2 separate regions of the Mus musculus genome follow, and region 1 is linked to region 2. The links are chromatin contacts, called in public HiChIP or PLAC-seq maps. All regions are on one chromosome and are shown on one strand. The core of a region is the stretch at or near the end of the contact, and the rest is flanking DNA. Distances in the headings are between cores, read along the strand shown.

Evidence for each region. HiChIP or PLAC-seq counts read pairs in DNA pulled down with a chosen protein or histone mark.
Region 1: a contact with region 2 is called in an HNF4G HiChIP or PLAC-seq map of pancreatic cancer cells. The contact joins the promoter of Psmf1 here to the promoter of Nanp in region 2. A contact is called at or near these places in 2 of 39 promoter capture datasets (erythroid cells and pre-B cells), 2 of 484 Hi-C or Micro-C datasets (the G1E-ER4 cell line and LSK cells) and 1 of 115 datasets of contacts at active chromatin or transcription factors (pancreatic cancer cells).

What each region holds. Positions count from the first base shown.
Region 1 is chr2:151,740,030-151,742,733 of GRCm38.p6, reverse strand. It overlaps Psmf1 (proteasome (prosome, macropain) inhibitor subunit 1), which reads left to right and starts at 1,424. Exons shown (of 7, transcript NM_212446.2): 1 at 1,424-1,723. The coding sequence starts at 1,595.
Region 2 is chr2:151,038,022-151,040,721 of GRCm38.p6, reverse strand. It overlaps Nanp (N-acetylneuraminic acid phosphatase), which reads left to right and starts at 1,343. Exons shown (of 2, transcript NM_026086.2): 1 at 1,343-1,485. The coding sequence starts at 1,396.

The DNA of each region.
Region 1 (2,704 bases), core at 175-2,674, 700 kb before region 2:
CAGGCTGAGGACAGGTGTGGAGAGTAGTTAAAGATGAGGAAGAGATGAGAGGGGCAGTGTTGAGTCTCCAGTTACACGGGGGTAGCTACATTTCCCACCTTGGTGCCTTCACGTATGCTATATGCTTTTACAGGAACATTTCTTCTTTATTCTTCCATGAGAGTTCTGTGCAATTGGCCATTTCTTAATCCAAGAAACCCTTCCTGATCCTTGCTTGGAACATAGGCTTCCTGTGGGCCTTGTATAGCTCTCTCAGCACCCCCAAATGACAGATTTCATACTGGATTGCTTTTTGTCTATTAAAAAGAAACACTACAAAGTTCCATCAGGGCAAGACCTGTGGCATGTTAACCTAGGCATGAGAGCTGAGAGAAGTCAAGGTCACTGGAGCCAAGGAGATCAGAGAATGAAAGGACACTTGGAGGTGATATCAGAAAGGCACAGGGCCTGTGGAGTGAGAGGGTGACAGACCTAGAGTGAACTTCGCCTTTGAGGTGTGGCTTGGGCCTAAGGAACATGGTCTTCCCTGTGTTTTAACAGAATCTCTCTGGTTGTAGGGTGAAACCAGTGTAGCATACAAGGCTGATGCCAGGCAACCAAGAAAAAAAAAATGACAATGGTTTGGGTCATGGTACCAACCAACATGGCAAAATTTATTTGTCTACAAAAAAGTATTGGACTTCAAGAAACATGGAGAAACAACAGGTGGTTAAAAAAATCTTGATGGAGATTGGGGCACAAGTGGCTAGCATTTGTCAGTTATCTCTGGGCTCTAGATGTGGTCAAAAGCTGTGTTTACTTGGGTGAAGTCATTTCACTCTTTCTGCTCTTTATATCACTCGCAAAGTGAGGATGGGTAATAAAATATACCCCATGAATTTGTTGAGAGGGGATGTAAAGGTTTTGGCACAGGATTTAGCATGCAATCAACATACATATAAATGCTATCCTAGAGACCAAATTACCAGTTCCCAGGGGCACCTCTATTGCTCACTGGCTGATTGTGACACGATTTCCAAATCTATGTAGTGGCAGAGTACTGTCATCAATACCAACTGTATAATACTGGATCTGGAAATTTTGATAAATGCATTAAAGTTTAGCATGTAGAATAAAGTGCTATCAGGCAAGAAGTACTGCAGGCATGCTAATAAATTACGATGAAAACATCTAAGACAGATTGCCTAAATTTTCCCCCGGCCTAGTACACACTCCACTTCGCAGATGAGAAGTCTACTGTAGTTGGTAGAAGGCAGTCTCTCCCCAGGAACGAACAGCCTGGCACTCAGCAGTCGCCTGCTGCAGGCAAAAAGGCTTTGAGAAGATAAGCCCTAGCCTGCGCGCTTCTTAGTGGAACCTTCTAGTTCGGTGCAGGTGTTTCCAGCCCGGAGCACGCACAAAGTCAACAAGTATTTCCGGTGCGCGTCTCTGCGTTTCCGCGTTTCCACTTTTCCGCGCAGGTGCGGACAGAGCCGAAAGCGAAGGCGGCATCAAAAGGCGTCGCTGCCGCTCGCGGTCCCGCTTCTCTTAGGCGGAGCGGCTTTCTGCATAGTCCCCTCCTTTTCTTCCTTTCCCACAGAAGCCGCAAACATCCATGGCGGGTCTCGAGGTTCTCTTCGCGTCGGCCGCTCCATCCATGAGCTGCCCGCAGGACGCACTCGTCTGCTTCCTGCACTGGGAAGTGGTGACAAACGGCTACTATGCCTTGGGCACGGGCGACCAGGTACGCGGGTGGAGGGGAGTCTGCAGCCCGAGGCCCAAAGGCCTGCCCTGACCGTGCCAAAGCCAGGGCCCGAGCGAGGCTTCTGATGCCGCACTTTAGCGCGCCTGGTGCTGGTGCCGACAACGGGCACAGCGTGCGTGTAAACTCGGGAACGGACGTGTAAAGGCGTCCCCGACACAGCCGGGGTTGTGTGGATCTGACTGAGACAGGCTAGTAGCTTCCTCAAGGTCCTCATCCACCAGTTTACCCAAAGCATCTGCCGTAGAATACTCCGTGCTACACCCTCAACTCCAAGCATCTGGATTCAAGCACTGGTGTGGCAGTGAACTTTGACCTACTCAGCCATATTCTAGGACCCCTTCTTCGAGGGGACAGTGTTTGGATTTCAGACTTGAATGCTGCGTTTGATTCTTGCTGTCCGTTCTCCTGAAGTACTTTCTGGGCTCAGGCTGCCCTTGCCTCCATTCTCTGCTGATGGGTATGCGTTTTCAGGGTAGAAGCCAAAAAAAAATTTTTTTTAATTAATTAGTTAAAAATTGAGAGGCCATTAACTGTTAATTTATCTACTAGAGAGTTTTATTTTCCAGCCTGTGGCCAGCAGATTAGTAATGCTTGCTGGACTCAGCAGGTATTTGTGTTGGTCCTCTAGCTGCCTCCTGCCACCCTCCTTCTGTGGGTGATGAGAGGAACAAAGCACGCACTTGACTGGGTAATACCAACTCAGCAGCTAAAGAGTCATGCTGCCCACTTTCTCTTTGCTTTTTTGCCTCCAGTGCTATAGAGCTGGGCTTGTAATATTTGATCTCAAGAACATGTTTGTTGACTTGAACAAACAGGCATTGATTGGTCTCCTTATTGAGGGCACGGCTACTCCCCATGAGAGCTCTGTAGCCGTGTGAGATAAGGTCAGTGGAGGGCCATGGAGATGGCCATAGATACGAGTTAGAAAAATTGGCATTGTGTTGTGGGAGTCTGAAGATT
Region 2 (2,700 bases), core at 94-2,593:
CTGAAGTCAGCCTTTACCTTACATAGTTTTGGCGGTTTGGGCCTGACTGGCTGGAGGCCCAGCCATTTTTTCACAATTTGTATATATTACCCAGGTAGGGTACAGTTCACTATGAACAGAAGCCACTTGGAGCCAGTATCATTCAAGTATAGACAAAGATCTTAGTTGAAGTTAATTCAAGCCAGATGTGGTGGTACTTGGGAGAACTAGCACTTGGGAGACAGAGGGAGGCAAATCACTCTGAATTTGAGGCCAGCATGGTCTACACAGCTAGCTCCAGGCCAATCAGTTACTCAATGTGACACTGTCTCAAAACAAACAAACAAACAACAAAAACTGAAACTATAGACAATTAAATTTAATCAATTCTCACATGTTATGAAATACTTTCTCATTTTCTCTGAATAACTTACAATGTAAGAACCAATCCTAATTCGAAAGCTCAGAACCAGGTCTGTGGCATTGGCTGACCCAATAAGTTCCAGGTTAGTGAAAGTGACTCCAAATTTCATCAATAAAAAAGGATTAGAGGTTGATTTCAACCAACAGAAGGCAAACCTTGTTACTTATCTTGTGGGGTTCTTAACAGACAGTCTCGGTTCCTTGCTAGAAATTACAGAAAACCATGCAATTAATAGGCACACAAGACTTGGGCTGCAGAGTTTCAGAAAAATGAGTAAAGATGGAGGGAAAGGAGCTGGAGAAATGGTTCACTGGTTAAGAACTCATACTGCTCTTGTAGAGGACCCAAGTTCCCAGCACCCACAGTGGGCAGCTCACAGCCGCCGCAACTGCAGCTCCAGGACGACCTCGTCTGTCCTCTGCAGGCACTCACGTACACAGAAACACAAATACACATTTTTAAGAACAACCATTCGGCAGACACTGCAGAGACTCCCATTTCTCTTCAGTTCTTCTAAGCATCTTTCAAAGGATGTTCAGATGAAGGCTCTAGTTCCTACAAGGCTGTGGGCAAGAAGTGAAGCGCTAAAGTCACCGGGCAGCTAGGTTCCGAGGTTGGTGGGCACACTCTCCTGCCCCATCTCCTGATGGAGACTGTGCGGTCACCATAGAAAGACAGGCCAGCCAAGGGTCTGGAGAGTTTCTCCAGTACGGCTCGGATGTCCTTCTCAGCCCTAAGCAAGCCCACCAAGCCATTAACGGAGAGGACCATCCACCCACACACAGCAGTAAGCCTTGATAACACTCATCCACCTCTCGTGCACGCGCACCCTATAAAATTTAGTGTCCGAATCTCGCGCGATCTTGCCACGGAGACCCCGGAGCTTTGGAAGGGTCAGGTGACCTCCGAGACTCCGCCCAGGTGTTCCTGACCGCCTTGCGCATGCGCGGCGCGGCAGAAGCGGCTCGCGCGCTGCTTGGGTTGCCGAGGCTATGGGGCTGAGTCGGGTCCGCGCGGTCTTCTTTGACCTGGACAACACACTCATCGACACGGCCGGGGCGAGCAGGAGAGGCATGTTGGAGGTAACGTCCCCGCGCCGTCGCCCTCCCCTGCCGGGCCAGCACTCCGCTCCGCACCCTCAGTCCCCCCGCTGCGTGCCCGTGGAGCTTCTTTCCCGCGCGTGGGGCCGGGTGCTGGACTCTGAACTGCCACGACTGCAGAGTCGCCGCCACCTGCGGTCACCCGGGCTCGGACGGCGCGGGACGAGACCCCTCGCCCTCCTCTTGCTGCAGCCCCGCGCGAGATGGGCTGCGGTGGGTTTTGGGGAAGAGGCTCAGACAAGGCTTTGGCCCAGGAAGTTATATAACTCTGAGAGGCGGGCCTGGACTTAACCTACATCATAGCATTTTTTTTTTCCCTGCAGGCCTCCCTGTGGCCTTCCGGGCTTTCTGGTGCTGAGACCCTCGGCACATAAAATGCTGAGGGGGCAGTCTTTTAGTGAGGCATTGCTGATCTGCACCCTCCTAGCTATAGCTACAGATGCTGTCGGACATCTTCCTTTTCCAGTCCTGCTCTTAACCCACCCCTACTTTCCATCCCCTGCCTTCAGCTTCAAGGAGAAACCGAAGGAGTATCAGATGTGGAAAGCCCACTTACAAAAAAATGCCTGCCCTTTCAATACTAAGGGTCTTATGCGTCTTCAGGTAGTTTTTTGTTTATCTGGATCTTAAACCTTCCACATTTCTTGCTGCATTGCACCCACAGTTTGTTCGTGTCGGTCTTTAAAATTTTTTAACCCTACATCTCTCTTGGACTGTGCTTTTCTGCACAGCTATGTTTTAAGGAAAATTGCCACCCGTTGTCTCCATCAGGGCTCTCTTCTCTGTATTTCCAAATCCACTCACTGGGACGTAGCTTCTGTCTCTGCCACAAGAATACAATAGGCTTGCCAAGTGGTTAGGTGGCTCCCAAAGTGCCAACGTCACTAGGTATTTTGAATTGGGGTGTGCATGTGCGTGTGCGTGTGCGTGTGTGTGTGTTATTTTCTTGGTTCTGAGGTTTGAGCCTACCTCCTCGCCATCCGAGACAGGTTCTCCCCTGAGCTACTTCTCCCCACACTTGGAATCAGTCTTAACTGAAGATTTCCACGCTGTCGATTGCCCCGTGCATTGTGACACCCTCACACGTTACATACTTCCGTGTGTTCTGCCTCCATTATCTCAGACTGCAGACAGGGCACACTCAACAGGTGCTCTTATCCAGCTGAGGCCCGTGTTTTGAGACTCAGGTTTTGTGTT